2 separate regions of the Sus scrofa genome follow, and region 2 is linked to region 1. The links are chromatin contacts, called in public HiChIP or PLAC-seq maps. All regions are on one chromosome and are shown on one strand. The core of a region is the stretch at or near the end of the contact, and the rest is flanking DNA. Distances in the headings are between cores, read along the strand shown.

What was found. HiChIP or PLAC-seq counts read pairs in DNA pulled down with a chosen protein or histone mark.
Region 2: a contact with region 1 is called in an H3K27ac HiChIP or PLAC-seq map of alveolar macrophages. The contact joins two enhancer-like sites. A contact is called at or near these places in 3 of 47 Hi-C or Micro-C datasets (embryonic fibroblasts, epiblast stem cells and liver) and 1 of 2 datasets of contacts at active chromatin or transcription factors (alveolar macrophages).

The regions. Positions count from the first base shown.
Region 1 is chr8:118,413,663-118,417,144 of Sscrofa11.1, forward strand. NFKB1 (nuclear factor kappa B subunit 1) reads right to left here. Exons shown (of 23, transcript NM_001048232.1): 10 at 630-773. Among named protein-coding and RNA genes, the nearest start is that of NFKB1, 64 kb to the right of the region's middle. Within about 2 kb of position 1,434, at least 16 of the 83 cell types and tissues checked have an H3K27ac peak or open chromatin away from gene starts, as enhancers often do. A contact at or near this core is called in alveolar macrophages, where this site is marked.
Region 2 is chr8:118,557,921-118,561,401 of Sscrofa11.1, forward strand. No RefSeq gene overlaps it. Among named protein-coding and RNA genes, the nearest start is that of SLC39A8, 45 kb to the right of the region's middle. Within about 2 kb of position 1,906, at least 5 of the 83 cell types and tissues checked have an H3K27ac peak or open chromatin away from gene starts, as enhancers often do. A contact at or near this core is called in alveolar macrophages, where this site is marked.

The DNA of each region.
Region 1 (3,482 bases), core at 184-2,683:
ATGTAAAAAGTTTCTATTACCATGGAAAATGCTTATATTAACCCGTTAGCAAAAAATAGTATATAGGACTCTATATACAATCATAATGTGATGATAATAAGCAGGTCATACAAGTACATGGATTAAAATACTATGCACAATGAGGTCCACAGCTGTGCTCTGGAAAAATGTGTAACTATGCATTGTAATGAATCTCACACAAAAATATCTGTTAACCTTTAATGGCAGGATTTTGAGTATTTTCAACTTTCCTACAACATAATGTAACTATAATATGACATCTTTTCAATGTCTCCAAAAGATACCAAGACAACTGCAAACTGTGTCCCCACACCCACGCAAAAAAAAAGTGTATGTGAATAAACCAAAATGTTAACAGAGGTATTTGTGGGTTTTTTTTTTTTTGAAAACTGGCTTTGGGTGACTTTTTTTTTTTTCCTTACAGTTTTTGGTATTATCTATCTACATATTATAAAATGAACAGGCATTTCTTTGAAAAAAAATTTGCTGGGAATATTTTAATTAAAGTAATATATCATGCTCAATAATATCAGAACAACTTAGGGAAATCTTGGAAAAGAAAATTTACTCTCTCAGATTAGAGAGTAAAGAACAGACGTGATTCATACCTGGTCCAGTACTTCCAGCACCCCCTCCTCCACCGCCGCTGCCAAACATGCCTCCGCCTCCAGCTCCAGCCCCACTCCCGCCACCGAAACTATCTGAGAAATTGGGCATGAGCTTCTGCCGTTTCCTTTGTACTTCCTCTTTATCTGTATTTAAGGGAAGAGAAACCAGAGGAGAAAAGATTGATTCAGTTCCACTACTAGCCACAGAAAGAATATTAATTCTGATGGTATTTTTAAACATCTTAAAGGGAAACAGAAAGCACCCAAGGAGGAAGAGATGCCAAATTTCAAGAAGCATTGTATTTATTCCAATGGATACGAAGACCAAGAACCAGCCTCAGAGTGACCACAGAACTGTACACACCCAAATCCTCTCTGCAGTAGTTTAAGTCCCCTATGCCATTCAAATTAGTGAGAGACTAGACTACCCATGAGAAGATACTGAAGAGAAAACATTACTGAGCATTTTCACTTGGTCATACAAAACAACCATTACCGATCAGCTAACACTGACCATGCATCTACAATGAGTGAAGCGCTCAGAATAAAGTATGACATCATGCTTTTGCTGTCAAGAACCCTCTGGCATAATTTTAAGGTTTTAAGGCAAAACTTAGAGAAATACCACTAGAATGCTGTATAGGTTAAAATCATAGTGCCAACTAGGGTTCCAGGAGTTCAAGGAAGGACTTCTAGGAGGTCCCTGTGGGCTGGAAAACTCACGGAAGACTTCCCAGAATCAACTCCCTATCAGGAGAGGGCAAAGGAAGTGTGTTCTGGGAAGGAGACGCAAGGGCGAGTGAGGGAGGAAGGACTGTGCACCTCATGCTTATGAGAACAGCAGTGGAGCGGTGCAGCTGAAGTGAAAGTTTGGTAGGAGTTCTTGAGAAATGGAGCTGGCCGGGACCGCATCGCAGAGCACCTGGACTGTGAACCCAAGGGATCTCCTCTACAAGCATTCTGCACAGGGGAATGCTGTATAGGGTGGTGTTTTAAGAAGATTCAACTGTCACTGGGGCATGGAACAAAATAAAAAGTCAAACTGAGAGTCAGAGACTGTGCAGACTTAAGGTGACGGAGGTGGTTCCTTAGGGGCCACCATGCTGCTAAAAGTGGGTGGACTCCAGAAAGCCAATATGAGAGGGATCTGGAGCCATGAGATATGTGAGGCTAAAAGTCTAAGACCACTCCTCAACTAAAATACATTGAGGTCCTCTGAGATTTCTGACTGTCCAGGTCTAGAAGGTATTGAGACTTTCCCCCCTCAGTCCTCATGTGGTCGCTCTGTCTTGCTTTTGCTTCTCACCAGTCCCACCACCCCTTCTGAGTTCTGCCAGTCCCTTTGTGGTCTGTTGCTGCGTTCTTGTTTCTTCTTTCTGTTTCCCTTTCTTTCTCATTTCTGATTTTCCCACCATGTATGTATTTTTCTCCCTTCTGTCTTGTAAAATGAAGAAATGAAGGAAGTTTTTTTGTTTAACTTAAATGAACAGTCAATATGGTATTTTTTCTTTTTTTTTTTTTCAATCAGCAGCCCAATACTTAACAACTGTCCTAGTTCCGATTGTTCATGTCAGTTCGGGTCATTGTTTATGTTCACGAAGATCTTTGCTTATTTCTAATTCTGCGGTTGTTTCAGTCATCTCATGGCTACAAAGAATGCTGCTGTTTACTGGTTATCTCATGATCTTCTAAGTGCAGTTGGAAGAAGAAGCAGGGGAAAGTAGGGTAACGACATACACTTAAAAATAATCTTTTAAAAAAGAATCCTGTCCAGACTTGTTAGGAAGAAAAAAACGCCATCATATGTCAACTTTGAAGAAAACATGCTTCCACTAGAAAGGGGTGACCTCAAAGCGGAGAAACTTGAACAATTTCCTCATCAAAGGTTTTGGACAAATTTATAATGTTTCCCAATCAGTTGTACCCTAACTAGTAGTCATCACTATTACTACCCTGTTGATCTCCCTTGGAGTATTAGTTCTTTAGAACATGAATATAAGAGTAAAGCAGACAACATAGTCACCTTCAGAAATAATGTTATCCACTGACATGATTTCTAGCAAAAAAGATCATTTGGTGTTTGCTATGTACTCCTTTTGACGTATAAAATAAGGATAGTTACTGGTTCTATTTCACTGTAAAAATGGGAATTTTGTGAGTCAATTTAAAAAATATTAACTATCCTACAGTCATTGAGATTTCAATGACAAGAAACTGACACAGAAAATTCCACACAACAAGCTTTTTTAAATAAAAGAATCTGCAGTCTGAATTTCTATGGCATTGAACACCTTGTGGTCTGCCTTTGGCAGTGGACCATGGGGTGTACTATGAAACATCAACCAAAAGGGACCTAAGCGGCCACTCACAACACATGCTCCTTTTACAGAGGAGGAAAAAGAAGCTAGGATGATTAAGGACTTGTGTGAGGTCAAAGCAGAGTAAAGGTCAGATGCAAAGTCTGGTGAGCATTCCATTATATTAGGTCACCATTCTTGGGAAACATTTCAATATGTCTTTGCTTCCTTAATAACTGATGATTTAAGAGAATAGCTCAGTTCGCAAATGTCAATAAACTTTTAGCCTCTACCACCTTCTGCTGTGTGTGTGCCTTAAAAGTACCTCATTCTCGCTTCTCTGATTCTAGACTGTGGGCAAAGATGCTTGCATTTATCCTGATCCTATTTTCATAATTTAAAGATGATGAATCTATTTCTTCCTAATCTCCAGCTTTTTAGCCTGAAAAAGTCATTATGCTCATTCTTTGCTTTTGTGCAGTGGTTCCTCAACTATCTTCTTTCTTTGCCAATCATCCCTCCCTTGATTATTTTAATTGTCTCCCCAGACCCAATC
Region 2 (3,481 bases), core at 656-3,155, 140 kb after region 1:
TTTGACTTGCATTCCGTCTTTTCCCTCCCTTTTTGTCCAGGAGTTGTCTCTACCTTTTCACTTTTTTTTTTTTTTAAATTCAACTTCTAAATTCTAGTTTCCTCTCCTTCCACTAGACTGGTATAATTTGTGAAAATTGCCAATCATCATTTTTAACTCTTATTGGACATATTTGCCAAGTCTGAGAGACTTTATCACAGCCTCCTTCTTGAAACCATCTCCAGTTGTCTTTGCAGTTTTCTTATAATCCCTTCTTGGTCTTCTCTTCCTCTGCTCATCCCTTAAATGTTGATTTTCCTTTGTTTTATTCTTCAATTTTCCCCCTTCTAACTCTGCATCAAGAATTTTTAAGCCTCGGATTCTTTAGGGGGTCCACAGACCTCCTGAATTGGGTGTTTGGTTATGTGTAACTTTTTAATGAGAATGCCTTCTCAAAAGCATTTGTGTCTCTGCAAAAGGTTGATAACTACTCTTCCTCATGGTCTTCCAATGTAATCTGAAAAATTAGTTTTTAAACAGCTACCATGACTAACAGCTATGTCAAGTCCTAACTCCATTAAAGTATTATAATTCTCTTAAATAACTTTCAAAACAACATTATAAAGTAGGTATGATATTCCCCACTTTATAGATGAGAAAACTGGGACAGAGAGCCATTAGGTGACTTGGCTAAGGGACACAGTGTACAGTTGTCGTAGCTCTAATTCCCATTTATTTGCTGATGGTTCTCAAACTCATATCTCCAGGCTACATCTCCCAAGCTTTGGGTAACTCATTAAGTCGTTTCCATGGTTGCTCCATGGGCTGTCAAGTTCAGTATTTCTGATACTGAATTATTATTTCCTTCTCCAAATCGTTTCTCCTGTATTTCCATTCGGGGCTATGTTATCTTCATGGTTTCTTTTCCTCTCCTACACTGGCCCAATCTTCAGTCCTACTGAGTTTAAATCCAAGTTGTGGCTGCTTCAGTTTAGGGCCTAACCATCTCTCACCTGGCTTTACTCATCAGTGTCCTACCTGCCTAAAATGCTTTGATGATACGGGTTGATAAATGGGATAAAAGGCCTTCTGTGATCCAGACCCCACCTACATCTCTACAACCATCTTCAGTGTCTCTCTTCCCATAAGTTATGTTTTAGGTACATTGACTTACTTAGAGTTCCTCCTAGATGTCCGGTTATTTCTCTCTTCCACACCTGTGCTTATGTGGTCCCCTCTGTCTGCAATGCACGTCATTTCCTTTTTCATCCAGTTAAGTACCATTCATCCTCAGATGTCACTTCATGGAGACTCGCAGCCTCCCTTCCCTGGGCTAACATGACTTGCTGATGGAATGAATGAAAAGGGTAAGAAGTGAAGACGTCAAGGGTTTGGCCTTACCCACTCGAAGAAGAGGGTTGTCATTCTTTGATACAGGAAAGACTGAGGCTTTGGGAGCTGAACTCATGGTCTGATTTTGGACCTATGGAGTTTGAATGACGATAAGATTTCCAGGTGAAGTTATTTATTAGGCATTTAGCCAGATGAGACTGGAATCCAGGGCCAGACTAGAGATGTACATCAGCAAAGAGATGGTATTTAAAGCCATGAGTCTGAGTGAGGATACCAAGGGAGTGAAAAAAAGAGCGGAGAATAGGTCCGAAAACTGAGCCCCAAGGCATCTATGTAGTAACAATCTATTTATGCCCATGTGTCCCCACCATAGGATGAGATGGTGGCGCTCCTGGGCTTTGTTTTAGTTACCCTTTCCTTCTGAGTATGTGTTGTGTAATATTGCATGTATAAGCTTCGTCTGGTAAATGCTTGTTGAATAAAATGAATGAGGAAGTGAAATATCTACAGGACTCAAGCAATAGTGCCCTTAAATGAAGCTTCTTTGGGTGTAAGTAATAGGGAGTGGTATGAATCATGGGAAACGGAGAAGTACATGCTTTAGCAAAAGGGGAAGTGTGGATGTAACTCCATTCGATTGCTACCATGCACAAATATGGGTCAAGGGCAGCCCAATTTTATGATTACAAGAGAAGCCAGAAATCTCTGACTTTTTTAATGTTAAAATTTTCTGACCCAAGAGTCTGCAGGTCAGTTGAAATGCATCCTGAAACTATTCATTATCCTGCCAGGTCATGACCTCTGATTAGTTAGTTCAACGTTATTTTATAGATGAAGAAAAGCAGGCTCCCCTGTTATCTGTTATTAGGGAGCTAACCTTTACAGGGAGTAAATTACTCCTTCACCTTTTGGTTAAGATTTTAGGCTGCCTTTTAGCTACAACAGAGAGGCAGAAAATTGTAACCAAGAAAGCTACTCAATAAATATTGTTATATGTATTCTTCTGTTTTGACTCAATTGCTTGACTCAGTCCTTTAACTTGGGTTTCAGAGATTTAATTACCCCATTTATTAGTTTTCCCACCTGAAAAATGGGGATAATAATCTCTACCTTAATTATCTAACAGGGTTATGATGAGAATCCAATAAGATGATCTAGGTTTGAGTGATTTGAAAGGCTTACATAGGATGCAGTGGGAATGGCCTGGTATCTTAGCACTCCAGAGATTAATCCAGGATAAAGCATAAGTAGCGATGGCCATTTTATTATTTGGCAAATGTATTTGGTGTTATGAAACACTGTATTTTAAAAACTCATATACCTCAAAAAGCATATGTTTTAAAAGTCAACTGAGCAAAGAGATAAAAGAGAATGTCACCTTGTGAAAATCAAGTGCCTACCTTAGACTTGAGTTGGCATTGACCTACCTCTGCCAAGAGGAGGCCTGGGAGCATGGTAGACAGTTTAAAGATTTTTCTCAGAAAACAATTCTGAGTCTGCTCCAGGACAAGGGCAAATCAATAAAGAAGGTTCCAAAGTTCTACACTCTTGATGGTTTGAAGACTGGAAAATTTTCAAAGCAGAATTACCCATAGAAAAACTTCAGAAATTCACTTGTAAAATGTCTGAGTTTGAGAGCTCCCTAGTGACCCTTTGGGGGAAAATTACTTGTGTAAATGTACCCCATATTAATAAATAAAGATTGACATGTTGTTTAGAGTTGTTGGATATAAACCAATTAAACCTTGGAGGACATCTGTCAGAAATATGAATTGGTGTTTAGATATAGTTGAACTTAAAAGGACTCTCTCTGACTTTACAGGGTAGAACTATTGTATATTGAGCCCAGTACTATCACAGGATATTTTTCTTTTTAGTTTTTTTCTTTTTTCTTTTTTTGGCAAGGGGAATTAAAATCGAGTTATAAAGTTAAGCTTGATTTCTTTCAATTTCTAATAGTCTTAATGAGACGACTGCTAACTGGGTATTTGTCTGTGAATTAAGAAATTGTAAATGTTAGGATTTTCCACACACCTGCCCAAGAAAGGTGGATAATTAAAATAAGTACTCAGCGGCCTTCTAAATTTCTACTTACTAGCTATGCACTGACACTTTATGTTTTAGACGTGTTCTCAGGGACAGAACCTGT